Regions from separate parts of the Zea mays genome. Here region 1 is linked to region 2. Evidence: chromatin contacts called from public Hi-C data. All regions are on one chromosome and are shown on one strand. Each heading gives the region's core, a stretch centred on a gene start, on an enhancer-like site or on the middle of the called end of the contact. The rest is flanking DNA. Distances are from core to core; before and after follow the strand shown.

Evidence for each region. Hi-C and Micro-C count contacts between places; a contact is called where the count stands out from the background.
Region 1: a Hi-C map of ear shows a contact between it and region 2, with 2.6 times the contacts expected there. The contact joins the promoter of LOC103635205 here to the promoter of LOC100284736 in region 2. A contact is called at or near these places in 6 of 25 Hi-C or Micro-C datasets (ear, leaf, tassel and 1 more).

What each region holds. Positions count from the first base shown.
Region 1 is chr8:54,518,417-54,524,197 of Zm-B73-REFERENCE-NAM-5.0, forward strand. It overlaps LOC103635205 (probable chromatin-remodeling complex ATPase chain), which reads left to right and starts at 4,351. Exons shown (of 25, transcript XM_008657719.3): 1 at 4,351-4,829; 2 at 5,217-5,333; 3 at 5,439-5,542. The coding sequence starts at 4,503.
Region 2 is chr8:54,294,190-54,300,130 of Zm-B73-REFERENCE-NAM-5.0, forward strand. LOC100284736 (xyloglucan endotransglucosylase/hydrolase protein 23) reads left to right here and starts at 2,124. Exons shown (of 2, transcript NM_001157631.2): 1 at 2,124-2,495; 2 at 2,498-3,364. The coding sequence starts at 2,248. The coding sequence ends at 3,131.

The DNA of each region.
Region 1 (5,781 bases), core at 3,101-5,600, 230 kb after region 2:
ACTGCAGCAATCGTTCCTGTAGACTGCAGCGAGTGTCACTCTCCCTTAGACCCCTACTTCCTCCCCTTCCATCTCACGCGTGTGGAGGCATGGCACCACCTCGGAGGTGCCACATTGCCCCACACTACCACCACTAGTCACCGCCAGCAACAAAGTCGTCCATCACAACAGTTTCCTATTGATATGCTTTTGCTACTATATGTTTTAGAGGGGGTTTAGGCTATCTCCAGCAGCTCTCCTATCTTATTCCCTATCCCATATCGTATTTCAATATCTACTATACAAACAGTTTTGTATACAGTGCTAAATAATGTTTTATACGACCATATGCATGATCTACTAGATACAATCTTAATGGTCAGCAATAGTATCATAGCTTTTCAAAATCAAGATGTGTTGGCTCCTATCACATAAGTGTCTAAAAACATGGTATGCATGTGGCATTTAATGAGAATATGACAAGAGAAACTAGTAATAGATTATATTTGTGTTTGGCCTCTATAATAGATTCATACTATAAACTATGAAACGAAATGTTTAAAAACATGGGTTTCGTCATAAAAGAGGATACAATTATCCAAAGTGTTATTTGCCAGAATCTCAAATTTTATAATTACTAGTCGGTTGCCCGTGCGTTGCGACGGCTCACAACAATACCCACGTAAACTATCCACCAAAAAGATCTCAAGATTTTTTATTGATTGCCTCCGCTCTCCGCATAATATTTTTTTATTTGACTAACTGATGTTGTTGTTTACTCCATCTAATATGTCTTGGTACAACACGACCAATGAAGGGAGCTATTAGAAGAGAGTTTACAATGACTGACTGAACGAACATAGATTATAGAATGATATAATTCCACCATAGAGAGACCAAATAAGAGGAAGTTTGTGAGGTCAAGTTTCTAAAATAAGTCACATGAACTCAAACTTACAAAAAACATAGATCAAAATATGGAGTGGTTGCTAAATCAGGCATCAATAAAAACTAGATGTGCTACATACAAATTATGGTACTTCGTAGCAATTACCAACGTTTAAAACCAACAAATAATCTTTCCTTTTACTGTTAGCGTGACAAACCATTGCTGGTCCATCCAATTCAGCAACCTCAAACACCATGGAGTCCATTGCGCCAATGTGGTCTCAGAAACGACCTAATGCATGCAAGAGCCAAGAACACAAGGGACAAACACCCTGTAGTAGTGCCCGCATAGATCTCCAAATCCTACTACACTCATGATAACTTTATCTCTATTTGCAGGATGACCTTGAAGATCATGTTGATGTTACAAATTTACATCTTTAGATTACCAATTAGTATTCGTATTTAAAACATTATTGTTGCTTAAACTACTACTACGTAGAATTGCTTAACTGCTACTTTCATTCGAAATTTTAAGTTCTAGATGCACTATGTGACTATGTCTAGATACATATCAACTTAGAAATTCCAGTAATATGGAGAAAGTTTTACTGCCACATGCTATTCAAACTTCTCAAGTTTGCAATGAAACACTGGTACAAAATTCTATTTTGTCCAGCATGTGCACACTTTTACGACAGTCAGATTAAATCTTACATTCATATAACTATTTTATCTTGTCCTGTTATAATCCATTTGTTTTAACTGTGACTTTGTATTGCACTTTTCAAGGTCCATGATGCAGGAAACCTTTTGACAAGGGCAGGCTTCACCCTTCCAGGAGTTGGTGTTGATCACTATATCGTTAGATACAATAATGGTTTGTAGAAAAAGAAAGCTTCAGTTTCTTATAGCTCTTACAATATTACCCGTAGGTAGAATAAACATGTATTTCAATTTTTACTTTTGTACTTGGCTTTTGTGTGATTGTTGTTACATTTATCAGATAACAACAGTCCTTTTTGTATTTAACTAGTCGGTTGCCCGTGCGTTGCGACAGCTTACGATAATACCCATATAAACTATCCATAAAAAAAATTCAAGATTTTTTATTGATTGTCTCCGCTCTCTATATAATATATTTTTTGATTTAGCTAACTGATTTTATTGTTTACTCCATGCAAATATGTCTTGGTACAACACAACCAATGAAGTGAGCGATTAGAAAAGAGTTCACAACGATTGACTGAATGAACAGAGATTATAAAATTACATAATTCCATCATACAGAGACTAAGTAAGAGAAAGTTTGTGAGATTAAGTTTATAAAATAAGTTCCATAAAGTCAAACTTATAAAAATGATAGATCAAAATATGGAGTGATTGCTAAAGTCAGGCATCAATAAAAACTGGATGCGCTACATATAAATTACGCTACTTCGTAGCAATTACTAACGTTTAAAACCAACAAATAACCTTTCATTTTGTTGTTAGTGTGACGAATCATTGCTGCTCCATCCAATTCAGCAACCTCAAACACCATGTAGTCCATTGCGCCAATGTGGTTTGAGAAACGACCTAATGCTTGCAAGAGCAAAGAACGTCGTGCTGTGCTTGGGTTGTAGCCTCGGCTCGTAGTGCTGGCCCGACCCGACACGATTATTTTTTTATTTTACAAAAAAACGTATATACCTATATACAATTTGTATTCAATATTAAAAACATCTTAGCGTGATGTTCTACTGGTTAGACAGTTTCACCCAGTATCTCCCGCCCTTCTTCCATCAGGGCATGGGTTCGAACCCCACCTCTTGCACCATTTTTTAACGTTTTACGCTGATTTAATTAAATGGATCGACGGGCTAGCGGGCTGGCCCGACACAGTTAGCAGGCCGGCATGACGTGCCTGTGCCAACTATGGCTCGCGTGCATGCCTGTGCCAACTATGGCCCGCGTGCATCTAGCCCGTGTCGGGCGTCATTACGCTGATTTAATTAAATGGATCGACGGGCTAACGGGCTGGCCCGACACCGGCCGGTATGACGTGCCTGTGCCATAGTTGTGGTCCGCGTGCCTGTGCCATAGTTGTGGTCCGCGTGCATCTAGCCCGTGTCGGACGTCGTTTGACATCTATAGACGTACAACAGATTAATTTAAAATAGCTGTGAGGGGTTATTTGTAAAAAAATGACGTATGACGATGGCATATTATGGGTTCTGGTGATGTGATTCTACAATTTGAGCCAGCCCCAAGAAGGGGAGAGCGAGACGTAATTACTCGTAGGACATCAGACTATTTCCTGGGATGCGAAGTGATGTGGGGTTCAAGCTTTAAGCAGCGATCTGTATTATGGGAGGAACTGATCCTGCTGTATTCATTTTGTTCCCCTTCACCATATGATTTTCTTCTCTTCCTTTGTTCAATTCTTCCTTCCTGTGATTCTTGTAGAGTTTTTTACTTGTACGGTTCTATATTGGGCCATTAGTTCTTTTTTTTTCTTGATAGACATTAGTAATATAATTTTTTTTGTAAGGTAGTTAACTTTGGGTTTCATATGATTTGTGAAATTATATGATGCAGTATCTGATACAAACAATTGTTGATGAATATAACATTTGTATATTTGTGTAAGGTACAATCAGGCCACGACTAATGTGTAATCAGGCATTATGTGTAAACGTGCAAACGAGTATTTTAGTATGTTGGATCATGACCCAACCTCTTCTTTTATGCTTCTCCGGTTGTACCATTAAACATAAAAACAAATAAATATAAGGGCACTAACATTATTGACTGAGTATTGTTTCTAACCATGTAATTTGTCTGATTCATGCCATGTAATCCATACTACTCTATTAAGAAATAATTTGTGTAATATTATAATGTCTGTTCGACATCAGTTCATTATATTTGAGTCATCTTATTTATAATATAATATTAAATATCTATATCGTTAATATAGTATTAGTGTTACGATGATATTTTGTTACACGGTTTTTATATATTATAGTGATGTTTGTCATTCTGTGTCTATGATTTATACTAATTTTTAACTTCCGTGACAACGTACGTGCACATTAATAATAGTAGAGTAGAGATAGAGATTTGCGGAAAATCCATTAGACCTTTAGAGCATATCTAACAATACCTCAAATTGGTGACTAAAATTGAAATATGAGGCTCTATGCTGGAAAAACGACTCCAACAGTATCACATTTCATAAAATTTAGTCAAAAAATTATATGGCACCTTCTCAAGTGCCTCAAATATACTACACCGTAGTATACTGCTCTATAATCTAGATTTGGAGTTTTACTGTTTAAGCGGAATGTTTGTTGGTGCCATAAATTCTATAAAACATATTAAATTTTAAATCATAAACATTTTTATAGATCACGTTGTTGAAGGTGCTTTTATGCTGGAGGGACTAACCAGAAATACATAAAACTTTAGGTTCAAAACTGCAAACAACATAAAATTCTCGTACAGGGCGCCAAATATAAAATATGCCACTCCATTTGCCCCCAAATTGATTTTAGTCTTAAATCCCCTGCGAGGCTGCGTCTCTCGAAGTCCAAAACGCCCCGCCCTGGAACCCTAACCCTACCTTTCCTCTCCCGCCACCGCCCGCCCCAATGGCGAAGCCGATGAAGTACGACGATGAGGAGGAGATCTCGTCCTCCGCCGAGGAGGAGGACCAGTCCGACGCCGCCGGCTCCGTATCTGGCGAGGAAGGGGATGACGACGACGAGGATGCTGCGGCGCCGCCCGCGGAGGAAGCTGAGGGCGAGGGGCAGCAGGAGGAGGAGGTCGACGAGGAAGAGATCGAAGCCGTCACTACCGGCGCTGGAGCTGAGGACGAGGAGGACGCCGGTGCCGTTACCGCCGCTGAAGGCGACGACGAGTCCCAGTCCACCGAGGACGACGAGCCCGTCGCGAGGGACAAGGACGATGACGACGAGGTGAGCGGGAGGTTAGGGTTTGAGTGTTTTAATCGCGTTTTTAGGGATTTGATTTAAAGAGGGCTTTGGAAATATACTAATATTTGAATTTTTTCCCGACCAGATAGTTTCAGAATAATCTGCTTTACAGTCATTGCTAGATATAGTCTCTGTTAATTTGTTAGTTTTGTTATTGTTGCAAGCACTTCTGCTTTTATTTTTTCTCAGAGCTGTGGCATAAGCTGTTGTTGTCTGGTTCTTCCATAATGCAAAGATAATAGTAATATTGGTAAATAATATATCTCTAGTTCTGAGTTTAATGTGTTGAGGGGACCCTTTGTTGTGTCATGCCCTACACTTAAGTAGTGAAAGTTTTACATTTCTTTGCCCTAACCATGTCTGCCGCAGACTGATGCAGTGGTTGGGAAGCGAGAGAAAGCAAGGCTAAAAGAACTCCAGAAGATGAAGAAACATAAAATCCAAGAAATATTAGATACTCAAAATGCCGCCATTGATGCTGACATGGTATATACTGTCTTTAAATGGATCCTCATGTACAATTGCATGGTTTGCACAGGATTAACCATTTAGGCTTAATATATGTTGTCTTGATCTTATATTTCTCAACAGAACAATAAAGGGAAGGGACGGTTGAAGTACCTTCTTCAGCAGACAGAAATATTTGCTCACTTTGCAAAAGGAAGTCAGTCCAACGAGAAAAAGCCACGCGGGAGGTAACATTGGTCTTGTTTGTGCCATGACTATATGAAATTACGAATTATCTTCTAAGTTTAGTGGACATTGCTGGCACTTCATTCGGCATAGCACTTTTGAAGTTTAAAAATACTATGAAGGATGCTCTCAGCTTTCAATCATGACCACATCATCACTTCTAACTGATGATGTACCTTTGCACATGAATCAACACACAATACAATCAACCTTCTCTGCTCAAGCCCGTAGGTGTATCTTT
Region 2 (5,941 bases), core at 874-3,373:
TGCCTATCTGGCGGAGCTAGCCAGATGGGACACCGGTCTTGTTCCCTACGGCCCGAGGCGGCTCGGGGTAGGATGATGATGGTGCTTCCTGTTGACGTGGCTGGCCTGCGCCCTAGGTTGGGCGACGTGGAGGCTCCTCCGAAGCCGAGGTCGAGTCTGTCTTCCGTGGCCGAGGCCGAGCCTCTAGGTCGGGCGAGGCGGAGGTCGTTCGGCGGAGGCCAGGGCGGAGTCTGAGCCCTGGGGTCGGGCGAAGCGGAGTTCGTCGTCTTCCGGGGCCGAGCCCTGGGTCGGGCGGAGCGGAGTTCGCCGTCTTCCGGGACTTAGCCCGAGTCCGAGCCCTGGGTCGGGCGGAGCGGAGTTCGCCGTCTTCCGGGACTTAGCCCGAGTCCGAGCCCTGGGTCGGGCGGAGCGGAGTTCGCCGTCTTCCGGGACTTAGCCCGAGTCCGAGCCCTGGGTCGGGCGGAGCTTCCTATGGCGCCTTTGGCAGGACCTGACTGCCTGTCAGTCTCACTCTGTCAAGTGGCGCTGTAGTCGGAGTGGCGCGGGCGGCGCTGTCCTTCTGTTAGACCGGTCAGTGGAGCGGAGAAGTGACGGCGGTCACTTCGGCTCTGCCGGAGGGCGCGCGTCAGGATAAGGTGTCAGGTCACCTTTGCATTAAATGCTCCTGCGATTTGGTCGGTTGGTGCGGCGATTTAGTCAGGGTTGCTTCTTAGCGAAGGCAGGGCCTCGGGCGAGCCGGAGATGTGTCTGCCGTTGGAGGGGGGCCTCGGGCGAGACGGAAACCATCCGGGGTCGGCTGCCCTTGTCCGAGGCTAGGCTCGGGCGAGGCGTGATCGAGTCGCTCGAATGGACCGATCCCTGACTTAATCGCACCCATCAGGCCTTAGCAGCTTAATGCTGATGGGGGTTACCAGCTGAGAATTAGGAGTCTTGAGGGTACCCCTAATTATGGTCCCCGACACGATTTTTTCACAAAAGGTCCAAAAACTGTTAAACGAAGCCTCAACAATCAGGGAGTGTTCGAAAGCAAAATATTTCAAAACCATGGTTTTAAAATATTACGGGTTTTAAGATGTCATGTCATAGTCGTAGTATTTTTTACGTCACTTTTAGCAATACGTGTTTGGAGAGAAAGTATCTCAAACTATGTTATTTAGTATACATGTGCAAGGCTAGTCATCGACCAAAAACTCTGGGTTGGAGTGGAGTTTAAAATACTCCAAAAAGTCCATGCTATCTACAAAACTTTGGAATTCAAAACACAAATTTTTACAATATAGTCAAACACACCAAACAACTCTAGCGTGGAGCTGTAGTTTATAATATCAATTTAAATAGTTTTAAAAAATATTTTTAGTCTAAATAATAAACGTTTCTTATAAAGACTTACAATTCTAGCTTCATAATTTTCTGGAGCATCTAATGACTTGCTTTACCAATTCCATTAAATTTTTTAGAGCCGGAGGTATGACAACAAGACCTTAATACCGTGATTTTACCTTAAAACTCTAAAAGTATTTTGCTTCTAAACAACTCCTCACCCTTTTGCAGTTCTAGTTCCGCCGCATTGCATCCACGCGTGCAGGACGAAGCAGGCATGTGTGCGGAAGGGCAACGGCGCAATGCGGCACAGCCGCACAGGCGGCACGAGCGGGGCAAGCAAGCCGCCTGCCCACTGGCCAGTGCAACCACCAGCCGTGGCCTCGCTGTAAAGTGACCCACACGGCGACCGGACGCGGCAAGACCAAAGGAGCCGCGCAAAAGGCTGCACGCCACGCACTTTCCGCACCCCTTTCGCGGATGATGCCGCCGGATCGCAGATGAATGGATGATGGACGGGCCCGGCCCCCACACGGCGTGTACCTACGCGGCGGACAGGTCCAGGGCCAGGCTCGCTCGACTGGATCCAGTGCGCGGCCAACCGTGCCATGCCATCTCCCAAATCTACCCGCTCCCACATTTACTCCTCCGCGCCGGGGACGCGCCAGCCCGGCCGGCACTCGCCCGTTGGTTCACCACCAGCTGTCCGTGCCCGGCCGCGGCTGCCTGCCACGGCTAAGCAACTGGCCCCGGGCGCTCCTGACCTCCAGTATAAATACCACCCCCACACCAATCTACTATCCAAGTTCCATATCCAACACACACAGCAACGCTCGCTCGACACTGTCACTAGCTAGTTGCTCTACTAGAGGGCGGGTATAGAGCTGCCTGCAATCCGCCGCTGAGAAGGGAGGATCGGAAGCGACGATGAGGTCGTTTGCTCCTGTCTTTCTGTCGGCGGTCGTGGCCTGGCTGGAGCTGGCGGGCACCGCGCAGGGCGGCAACTTCTACCAGGACACAGAGATGACCTGGGGCGATGGCCGCGGCAAGGTAGTGGACGGCGGGCGCGGGCTGGACCTGACGCTGGACCGCACGTCCGGCTCCGGGTTCCAGTCCAAGAGCGAGTACCTGTTCGGCAAGATCGACATGCAGATCAAGCTGGTGCCAGGCAACTCCGTGGCACGGTCACCACCTTCTACCTGTCGTCCCAGGGCGACGCGCACGACGAGATCGACTTCGAGTTCCTGGGCAACGTGAGCGGGGAGCCCTACACGCTGCACACCAACGTGTTCACGCGCGGACAGGGCCAGCGGGAGCAGCAGTTCCGCCTCTGGTTCGACCCTACCACTGCCTTCCACACCTACTCCATCCTGTGGAACCCGCAGCACGTGATCTTCGCGGTGGACGGCACCCCGGTGCGGGACTTCAAGAACCACGAGGCGCGCGGGGTGGCGTTCCCGAGGACGCAGCCCATGAGGCTGTACGCCAGCCTGTGGAACGCCGACGACTGGGCCACGCAGGGCGGGCGCGTCAAGGCGGACTGGTCCAAGGCCCCCTTCGTCGCCTCCTTCCGCGGTTTCAGCGCCGACGCCTGCGTCTGGGACGGCGGCAGGCAGCGCTGCCCTGAGGGCACCATGGAGGCCGCCGCCGTCGCGGGTGCCGGCTCCGGCCGCGGCTGGTGGAACCAGCAGCTCAGCGACATGAGCTACCGCCGCATGCGCTGGGTGCAGCGCAAGTTCATGATCTACAACTACTGCGCCGACGCCAAGCGCTTCCCGCAGGGCGTGCCCGCCGAGTGCAAGCTCCGGTGAGGGAGCGAGGTTTGTTGGGACGTCCGTGGGGCATCAAAACCAAGCACGATCCCTAGTCGTGGAAAGTAGAAACCAGGCATCGATTCGATCGTCGTCGACGGTCTTAGTAGTAGCTACTTATTTTGCAGTGGGCGATGAAAGAATGGTGTCATGTAAATGTAGCTCCAGTCGTGTCGCATTCTTTGATTTGTTGTTTCAGCAGCACCGGATGTACAAGTACTGAGTTTGGGCTAGCAAGAATAAGTAATCTTTTTCGGCCATGCATGCATCGCACATACGGGTTCTGTCATCACTCATCAGTGTGCGGGGGCATCCTAGCTGGAGTCTTGGACATATGGAGTCATTGAGAGCCAGAGACAGACAACAACCTGTAAACTGGACCCTTGCGTGACGCGTGAGAGGGACCGGAACCCGATGAAAGCCTGTCCTGATTCTGACGGATGTAGGTACGGTCCATTTATATTTTCTCCTCTATATTCTTTTCACCTGCCACGTAAATAATCTTTCTTTCTCTATATCTCTATTCTAGTTCTCTCTGAATCAAACCTTATACCCATCACCAAAATTTAATATCATTTTGTTCTCAGCATCCCTAACAAAAGCAGGCGCACAGACAACAGCATCTCCCGGAGGACCTGCATGGAGGAGCATGGCGGCAACAGCATCCCGCGTGGGGCCTGCATGGAGGACATAGCGTGGTGCTGGACGTGGGGCGAGAGAGAGAGAGAGTTTCATCTGGATGGGGGAAACCAAAGTGGGTACGGTTGCAGGTAATATAGAGTGCTACTGTAGCTGCTATGCAAGGGCAGAGAGAATGGAAGAGGCAACCGGTGAAGATAGCCTTATATCAAGGCAGACTAGGATCGCGACAGATGAGGACCGACACTATCCCTACTTGCATCGCTATATTTCAGATGTCTGAGATATAGTATATTTTTAGATAATAATTTTTATAGTTATAAACATATAGAGCTAAGATTCAGATTAATTTAGAAAAAAAGTAAGTAAAAATGGATGCAATATTTTTTAAAGAAAAGATAGAAATTAGATATCTGATCACTCAAAAAGTACATATTATAAGCTACCGCTTGACTTTAAGTCACGTTGTGCTTGCACAAAATAAGCAAAAGTAGTGGGGCAAGGTTTACCATCTCATTTATGAGCAATGATGGAGAAATGTCTTTGCCGAAGAACCTCAAAATATTCCGCTACCAGTCATTTTCAAATGTGTTTCGGGTAAGGATTATAATTTTGTTTCGTAATTTTCAAAAACCGTTTTGTTGACCAACGTTTCACTTTTATAATTTCAAATTTGAAATCGGAATACACCGAAAAACCGAACTGGTTTTTGTATCTCGCTTGGCACCAAGAACAAGAAATTTCACCGGATTTCGGTATTTACCGACCGAGAAAGTGGACCGTGGTTTCAGGTACTCTAAAATAACATGAATCTGCCTTTGTCGTAAACAGTACACAACCAAAAAACGAAGATAGTAAGCTTCGGATGTAATGGACTAGCATAGCGTGTGTACACAGACGAAAGAGAGAACTTCGGCTTCGCATGAGGGCAAAGGTGAATGAGAAGAATCCAGAAGCTTGAGAAGAACGTCTATGAAGGAAAAGGATGATGACGCCCCTATGGAACTTGTAATTTATGTGTATAAGAAATAAGGATACAATTATAATTCTATACGAAGTTGTACACCTTGCTATCACTATAAATAGAGGAAAAGTGTCATGCACGGGAGACGATCCTAAGATCGAGAACCCTCAGCCTTCAAAGCTCTATCTTTGTGTTACTTTCTTGTAGAAGAAGGTATTGTTGTAATCATTTGTAAGCAAAAGAAGAATAATAAGAAAAAGATACAAACATTATTAAACTATGTTTTTATGTTCACTTACATTATCTTCCTTTCAATCATTACTTTTAAATTTAAAACCATCGTCCCTTCGATTTATCTTTCACAAGAAGATAAAAGGAGAGGGACGAATGTCCTAGATTCTTAACTGTATTGTCATGTTTTTTGCTTTTTCCAGAAACCAAAATAGGTGACCAACATTGCCGACGACCACCTCTGGTGAATACACGACCACGACGAAGAGCATGGCAGGTCTTAGCACTTTGTCACCAAGCCTAGGGAAGCTCATCCTCCCCATTATGGGGTGATCAAGCTTTGAGCCTGGCAACAAAAGGAAGAAAAAAGAAGCTCAAAGAAGAGTACAACATGTGAGGGTCCATGAGCCATATATCAGATCCAAGTGGTCTCACATTCTAAACGCATTCTCTCAAGAAGACCTCTAGCTTAAAGATTACCCACACAAAGATGTCATGGTGACCTCTTGTGTCATAAAAGGATTTGTGGTCCATAATGTCCTAGTTCACACAGGTAGTGTAGTAAACATCATTTTTATAAAAGCCTTCAGTTAAATGCAAGAATCCGAATATAAAACTCAAGAGTCAGCCTACCCATTGTGTGGCTTTGGTGGCAAACATGTTTTAGCACTTGGGAAGTTGACTATGCCTGTCACCTTCTACTATGTCAACAATACCAGAATAGAGAAAGTTGTATTTGACATTGTTGATATGAAATTTCCATACATTGCAAACATCGGAAAGAGGGAACTTAACGCTTTCGAATCAGTATTGCATTCAGCTTACCTATGCATGAAAATACCAAGTATTCAAGGTGTTATATCAGTCCACAGAAGCCAAGAAGCTGCAAGAAGTGTTGAAGGAACCTATGTAGAATCAAATCCTATTCACAACATTAATGAAACCAAAGCTCAAGTTCAAAATAAGCAGGTCAAGG